Linked DNA regions of Zea mays: region 2 is linked to region 1. The links are chromatin contacts, called in public Hi-C maps. All regions are on one chromosome and are shown on one strand. The core of a region is the stretch at or near the end of the contact, and the rest is flanking DNA. Distances in the headings are between cores, read along the strand shown.

Evidence for each region. A called contact is a pair of places that touch in the nucleus more often than the background predicts.
Region 2: a contact with region 1 is called in a Hi-C map of ear, with 2.3 times the contacts expected there. The contact joins the promoter of LOC103652969 here to the promoter of LOC100273208 in region 1. A contact is called at or near these places in 3 of 25 Hi-C or Micro-C datasets (ear and leaf).

What each region holds. Positions count from the first base shown.
Region 1 is chr4:26,602,225-26,606,470 of Zm-B73-REFERENCE-NAM-5.0, reverse strand. It overlaps LOC100273208, which reads right to left and starts at 1,589. Exons shown (of 4, transcript NM_001360221.1): 1 at 1,227-1,589; 2 at 826-909. The coding sequence starts at 1,368. LOC103652968 (ribonuclease 3) reads right to left here and starts at 3,760. Exons shown (of 2, transcript XM_008679949.3): 1 at 2,776-3,760; 2 at 1,845-2,704. The coding sequence starts at 3,321. The coding sequence ends at 1,928.
Region 2 is chr4:26,754,511-26,758,753 of Zm-B73-REFERENCE-NAM-5.0, reverse strand. LOC103652969 (nucleobase-ascorbate transporter 2) reads right to left here and starts at 1,898. Exons shown (of 14, transcript XM_035967207.1): 1 at 1,825-1,898; 2 at 999-1,109; 3 at 809-906; 4 at 10-186. The coding sequence starts at 1,095.

The sequences.
Region 1 (4,246 bases), core at 340-2,839:
AAATGCGGCATGTTTTTTATCTGCTGTATATATTCCAGTGAATCATGCTATGCACACCGTTGGAGAGGATGGACAGACTTCACATCAGATTCATATACTGTAATTATCATGTGCACTAAACAAGCCAAAGAGAATCTCATACAAGATGCTTATACAACAAATATAATGCCACTAAAGCCTCAATGAATTCACCAAGATAGTTGTTCAAGGCATGCCCAGTGCCCACTTAGTAATTAAGTCTGTGGAAACTCATCAGCTAACATAAACAAATATATTATATGATGGTGTGCAAATGGCTAGTTGGTTGAAAGTACCAAATGTTATCAAGGTTGATTGATGCAACAAGCAAATTGTTATAGACACAAACACTGCAATATTTCAAACTTACTCCCCCAAGTAAATCAATGTCATAGGATACAAAACTTATCCACAGACTTTCAAACAAGTGGCCAACCAAGAAAGCATCATTTTATAAAACATCCATGATTTGCCATAACGAAATGGCCAGAAACAAAGAAACAATGGATGCACGATGATAATTTAACAATTGTGCAAACAAGAGATATTACTTTCCCATCTAAATCCTAAGAAGAGAAATTTTGGCTAGTGTTACTAATAAAGTGAGAGCCTTAAAGCACTAGGTATAGAATCCATCTTAAAAGAAAACATCATCAACAGCGAGAGATGTGAACATGAACATATATAAATCATTTATCACATCAACGGTGGACAAGTGCCCGAATTTATCTATTGGGATCCTAGGCACAAAAAAACGTCGATCAGATTGTTCATGGGAAAAATGGCCCGAGACAGATGATTGCTCACGGGCGAGGTTCTCTGTGTCGTCGTCGAGGCGCTTGGTGTTGAGGGATGTGCCGCTGGACGCCGCCTTGTTCATACCAGCGTTGACTGCAGATAATGACAGATCGAGCAGAATCAGAGAAAAGGAACTATATAACAAAGAAAAACATAGCAGGAAAGAAATCCATTTGAAGCCAATAGTAAGAGCCCCTTCCTCAAACCCTAGCCTGCAAAGGCAAGAAGAATTCCCAAAGTGCACTAAAACATCATCATGATCGAAGAATAAAAAGCTGAAACCCTATTCGTCGAATCCCGCCACCGAAAAGCACAGCCGGCTGGGCTGCAAAATGGATGAAATCGAAACCCAAAAGAAAAAGGATCCCAAATCGAGTTAAGATACCAACCGAAACCTACGAACCACTTACACTTCTTCATGGTCTCGATCTCCGCGCCGGAGCGGCGCGCGGCGTTGACGGCCTTCTCATCCTTCTTGGCAGCGGCGGTGGGTGCCTTCTTCCGCACAACCACCGGCTCCCAGTCCTGCCTGATCGGCCCGATCCCGGCCATCCCCCTCTCCCTCCTTCGCTGTCGCTTACTCTACGGTCCCTAGTCCCTACACGGCAGCCTCTCGCGGGTCTCCCACTTCTCTCTCTCCCCCAAGACGCAACGCAGGGAGCCAGGGAACGCGGAGTGGAGACGGCGGACCAAGAAGAAGATATGGAGACGGAAGGGGAAGCTTCTGGAGCCCAAACGGGGGGCGAAGGGGACGTAACCGCGTATGACAGGTGAGACAGGACGTGCTGGGACCGGTTGTCAGTGAAGATTTATTGCTGATGTCGGTATGAAGTGCTAAGGCTGAGTCCAGTGCACCGCCTCCCTCTCGCCCCTGCCACGTCAGCTCTCGCCTCCACTCTCGCCCCTGCTGCTCCAGTGCACAGGCTGCAGCAGACTACAGCCTCAGGCTATAGCCACGTCAGCTTTTCTATTTCAGAATTAAGTAATTCACGCGGATTTATTTCAACGCTCAGAAAACACACAACATAATATTTTTTATTGAATTAAAAATTACAAAGTACATAATAATTAAAATAAAATGACATGATAATTAAAATAAAATTACATAACTCTAATCGGACTCCTCGATCTCATCCTCATCTTCCTCCTCTTCACGTTCCGCTTCCGGTTCCTCTTCTTCGTCATCTAGCAGACCAAGTTCTTTTTCGACCATCTTTACGGCCCTGTCATGGGTACGTCTTTCAGCCGGGTCCATATCTCTGGTTGATCGGCCCTTTAGGATGTTCCATTGCTTCAAAAGCTTGGCCTTCACTAATCCACCCCACAAGTTCTTCATTTTGAATGCTTCACTTGTTGATTCGCTGCTCGTGGCTTCCTTCCCTTTCCCCTTCGTCTTTGTCTTTCGCGCAGCCGCCTTTGCCCTATCACGCCCCACTGGTCGGGGCACTTCCTCCTCGGTGTCTTCAGTGCCTCCAGAACTATATTCACCAGAGACTCCGAGTCGGGTTCTCTTATTCGCAGTCGAATCAGATCCACTACCAAGACCATGCTTTGCTGACCACTTGGGCTCGTGGCGAACAACTTGCCACCAATGATGGCGCTTAAATGGATGCCCCATTTTACCCTCGAACCTCGCCATTGCTGCATCCATGACCATTGCATCGTCAGCTCCGCTCTGACGCAACCTTTCTTCTTGGAGGTAGAATCCAATGAACTTGGTCACCTCCCGGTTGTAGGTGACCCAATGATCTTTAAGTTGCTTGGCGGTTCGATGACGGATAGGGTCGGAGGTGGAGTTATATGTTGCCGCTATTTGGCCCCAGAAACTTGATCCGCTCTTATTGTTGCCGGAGATGGGATCATTAGAATGCATAAACCAAGCATTAACCTACAATAAAACCTATAATATAAGTAAACTAAAAAAATCAAGATTAAATAAATGAGAAACGATTCACTCACCAGCTTTTCCTCGTCTTCCTTCGTCCACTCTAGCCTCTTTGGACGCTTTTCCTTCGGCACGGGATTTTCCTCAGCTTGGTTTTCAGATCCAACAGATAAAGGTGCAACTGGAGGAGGTGCTCCATACGTAGGTGGAGCATATGGATGAGGTGCCCCATACGGAGGTGGAGCATATGGAGCATAAGGAGGTACTCCATACGGAGGTGGAGCATATGAAGGAGGGGCGTATGGAGGTATCTGGAAAGAAGCTTGACTTCCGTCCGCAGCAGGTGGAGGAGGGGCATACGGACGTACCGGGAATGAGGCTTGAATTCCGGCTTGGGAAGTTGGAGGTTGACCATATGAAGACGGTGGATATTGATACAAATGATAGGGATAAGGGTATGGTGGTGGACGCGCAGCCGGAAATAGTGCACGGGGGAGTGAGGCTGAAACATCGGAGCGACGATGTAGTGAAGAAGACTCATCTAACGGAAGGGTTGTAGGTGACCCATCGGACTGCAAGAGATCCGTGAAGGTGTTCAAATCTGGGGACCAACCCGACATTGTGTGAAGAAAGGGGAGTTTGGAAGAGAAAAATGAGATGGAATGGTGTGTGGAATGAGCTCCACCCGGGTAGGGGTATATATAGAGGGATTGGGGATGAAATTTGTGATTTTTTGCAATTTTTTTCGAATTTTTTGGACTCCAAACGGTCAAAAACGGCTAGTTGCAACGGCTAGCACACGTGGACCAATCAGATCGCGACACGTGGACCAATCAGATCGCGCCACGTCGCTCTCGCCCGCGCTCTCGCCCCGCCAGTGCCTCGCCTCCCTCTCGCCTCCCTCTCGCCCGCCTCTCGCCCGGGCGGGCGCTCCAGCGCGGGCGAGAGCGAGGCGATATCGCCCGCTCTCGCCGGGCGCCAGCGCCATCGCCCGGCGCCGGCCTCTCGCCCGCCTATCGCCTGCGCGCGGGCGGCAGCGGCCTCTTCTCGCCCGCGCTGCCGCCCGCACTGGCACCAGCCTAAGAAGTGAAATAGAATGAAATAAAGCCACTTTGGGCTTCCCTATGAAATGAGGTATGGAAGGGAGCCACTACTGGAGTTACGAAAAAAGCTTCGGACTCATATTGTTCACGAGTTGAGAGTGGAAGTTGAACTTTAGGAGGTCGAATCTCCCTTTGTTCCTCAGTAGCTCAGTGGTTGAGCAGTCGGCTGTTAACTGACTGGTCCTGTAGGTTCAAATCCTACTTGGGGAGATTTGATTCATTCTTTAATGTAAGAATAAAGAATTGAATTAAAAGGCTTGCTTTGACCCATAGGAGTAGGTAACTCGTTCGCTATCCTTGTTTCTATTGCATTCTGTCTCATCTTATCACATTCTGTTCTACGATTCCACTTTAGAACTGTGCCAACGTGTGCCTACATTGTTTGATTTACCAGTTCCGGGTATTGGATTTTGGAATAGAAAGAATGAAACTAGTACCAGCT
Region 2 (4,243 bases), core at 649-3,148, 150 kb before region 1:
CACACTTACTGTATGGTTATCAGCAATTTGTATCAGTGAGTGGTCACTGATTACTGACATGACTGGGACTAGGAATGCATAAGACCCACCGATGACGGTCGGTAGACGAGTTCCAAACAGAGTTTGGAGCATTGTATTTATTCCAGTCACGAATAGCACTGTCTGTACTACCTTTGCCTTGTCATGCTGGAAGCAAACAGGCAACAATGTTACCAATCAGGATGGAGTCTATCAATGAGGAACATTACATAAAAAGGTCCATCATTCAAAAAGATGAATTCTGGATACATAAAAGCGAGGCAATACCGCACTATTTTGAGCTCTTTATCATGGCACAAGGCTAAAAACTATCTAAACATCAATGATGCTTTATGGAACAGGAGATATCTTAGTTTTAAACATCGAGATTATTAATTCAATAACCTCAAATCCTATCAGATATGTAGGGAAGTATGTATGAAATCAAAATAACGTGACCAGTATTATCAACCTTATTACGCATTTACACCAGAAATGATGATATTAAAAACATAACTTTCTATGCTTGAATTACATGGATAATCTAGAATCAAATCTAATTATTGAATTCTATCATCCTCTGTCTCAAATTATAGGTGGTTTTGGCTTTTCTAGATACATAGCTTTTGCTATGCAACTAGATATAATACATGTCTAGCATAATAGAAGTTGTGTCTAGAAAAGCGAAAACAACCTAAAAATTGGAATAAGATGGAGTAGTTTGTTTCAATATAAACACCAATAGATATGGTTTAACAGCAACAAAGTTGAATAATGAAAGGACCCTTACAGCATTTCCTCCCATGAGGGGAACCAACAAGGTGGGGATCATCACTGCCGTCCCCAAGCAAAGGATGAAATGCTGGAAGCCCAGCAAAACAGCTCCTCCTGCGTCATCAAAGAGACGCATATTTAGTACCATAAAGACACAACATAGCTAAATGAATGAATCATACAAGCCTAGGTGCCTCAGTACTTACCCCAGGACGGGTTGGAGTCTATGCAGTACTCCATTCCGAGCAGCTGGTCCATGGGAGGGTGGCTCATCTCCTCTGGTTTCATGTCAGTCATCTCCATGGGAGGGTCTTCCTCTGCTTTGCCCACGACGATCAATACCAACCAAGCAGGGGAAAAACAGCTTCAGTCTACTGAGGTAGGACAGCACTAAAGTTGCAAGCTTTATGGTCCTAGAGCATCAGATGCCACAGGAATTCATTCTCCAGAAAAATAAAGCGTCATTCTTTTCCCACAAAGGTGTGCAAACTTTCAGATGTGCAACAATCTGGAATGGTTGCAAAACAGTACCAATGTCCTCTAAACATGAAACTAAAACTGAAAAACAATATTTAGTGAATGATCAAGAACTTAGTGACCCTCAACACTCCAGAGGGGACTCAAAAATCTTCAATGCTGAGGAATTCGCTAACACATGCCAAACAAAGGAACCATGAAAACACCGCACGAAATGCTCACAAATCCCGCTGACAATTCTCAGAGAAATCCACAGAAGCAGCACGGAGAAATCCCCTCCGAGAATGTTACTGAATGCAGCAAAATGCTCTCAGATCCACGAATGAAGCAAGCCAGGCAGGCGCTGGATGTATAGGCCCCTGGAGGGTGCGGTAACAGAAACAGCGAATTCTTGCTGTTAGAAATCAGCTTTGCAAAGATTTACAGTGGAGGCAGAGGGTTTTAGAGGGGAGCCTGTGCGAGGAGGAGGAAAGCTGGGAACGGAGCAAACGAGGGAATCACACACAGGACGGGGTTAGGAGAGACCGAGAGAGAGAGGAATGGGCCTGTACGCACATTGCTTTGTTGTTTGCATGCACTTCATTTCATCGCTGATCGCTCTACCTCTGCACACTCTGCTCTGTTTCTGTTTCTCTCTCATAATAACTTGCTGGCATCTTTCTTATACACTTACATCTGGGCCGGTCCTGTACGACACAGCCCAGACACATTAAAACACGGTCTACCCCAATTAATTATAGACTGTGGTGTACCACAAATTTATACTACTGTATTAAAAACCTAATATAGACACATGTGCTACTATGATTTTACCCTGTCCAGACACATTAAAACACGGTCTACCTCAATTAATTATAGAATGTGGTGTACCATAAATTTATACTACTGTATTAAAAACCTAATATAGACACCTGTGCTATTATGGTTTTACCCTCTCCACATTTAGCATCCACAAAAAATAGTGCAGCAAAGTGAGCACTTGAACCCACAACCCTGTGCTTCAGAAATTTAGGGCTAACCATCATATTACATGTATCTTAGTATTTTTAAAATAAACAATTGTTATATTTACAGTTTAGGCGTCGTGTCACGCACGGGTACATAACTATTACTTAAATATGTTGGATTAGACTAAATAGCCAAAAATATTATAATATATCAGGTCTACTTATTTTAACAGAACCGTAATACATAGCAGTTTATTTAATAAATGAAATAAATCAAATGAAATAAAACATAAAAATGTACATAACATATATGACCAATATAAAACGGAGTTATTTTGTGGTTGTCTCATTAAAAACCTTTAGTTAGAAGAAAAAAGTACAACTAACTCAGAAATGTTTAATATCCAGTAGGCTTTGACGGGTCTATTGGAGACTTGTTCTCAAATGCTAAGAGTTAAGAACAAGGCAATATAAAAAGTGTTAAATGTTAAGGTCCTTCGTCCTTCAAAGCATTATCTACTTTCGGATATAATGAGTTCCAGACGAAGGTTATGAAGGACAAACCTTCATAAGAACAATAAATGATGAAGAGGGATTCATATGCAAGATATGAAAAATAACATAAACCCTTTAAACATTATTATTAAATTATTTTTATTTGCGTTACTATATCAACAATAACAAATTATAAATGTACCTTCGGCTCGAGGGAAAATAAGGGTACAAGCGTGATGCAAAAGTGAATGCCAAGTCAGCGTGAACAGTACAGGAATATTGTTCACCTATTTATAGGCACGGGTCGCAGCCCATGCAAAATTACAACCAGACCCTTTGCTTTTTTGACAATAACTCTATAGTAATTTATCTAGGTCTAGATAGTCTTTTCCTCTTTAAGTCGGTTTCCTTCTTTTTGCCACCATGCCGAAGCTCCCTTGCGCACAGCTTTGGCTCTGTTCCATCCTTCGTATTGTTTTCATGCTTCTTCATACCGTGGGTTCTTGTTCGAAGATCCCTGTCCACACATTATAATCCAGAGACATTGTTAAATCATGTTTTTGAGGACCTTCGGAAGCCGAAGGCCCCCAACAGTAGCCCCTCGCAATATTAATTTGTTAGAATGATAAATTTAGATTGCGACATGGACGAAGGCCTTAAGCCGAAGGTCCGAAAAAACACCTTCTCTTTGCTAGAATAGCAACAGTCATTGACAAGCGGGACCCTCCGGTTTTCAACGTACTAGGCGTATAAATAGGAGCTCACCACGAGTTCATTTGGCACGCTTTCTTGCCATCTGCTCTTGCTTACTCAATTTTTAGCTCTTGCGCACCAACACTTGATTGGCTTTTTTAAATTTTTAAGCTTCGTTTCTAAGAGAAGTTTATCAGCATTTTCGAAGATGTCTGAAGACAAGAAAGCTGTCGCTGAGTCGAAGCTGAGCCTTTATGAAGAGAAGAATCTTGGTTTTCTTGAATTAATGGCAAAGACAAATACAGAGAAGATTACCAGGGAGATTTTGGAAGGCTTGTCTGAAGATACTGGTGATAGTGATAGTTATGATGTGGAAAGTGGTGGAGAAGACTCCGAAGATCGACCCTGGCGACCAAGCCATACAGTTTTTGGAAAATCAACTATTAAACAGAGTCATCTTGATAATATGAGGGGAAGATATTTTCGGGACATGTCTATTGTAAGGGCTGATGACGGAGAGAGGACTGTGCCTACTCCCGAAGAGAATGAAGTTGTGATCTTTCGAAGCTTTTTTAAGGCTGGGCTTCGGCTTCCATTAAGCAAATTTGTGGTTGAGGTTTTGAAGATTTATCAAGTCTACCTGCATCAAATTACGCCCGAAGCAATCATAAGAATGGGAATCTTTGTCTGGGCCGTGAGGAGTCAGGGCTTGGAGCCAAATGCAAAAAGCTTTTGTAATTTACATGAGCTAGTATATGAGACGAAACCCTGGGGCAAAGAGCAATATCATAACAATTTTGGCTGTTATAGCTTCGGTGCCCGCTCTGGGTCAAGCTGTC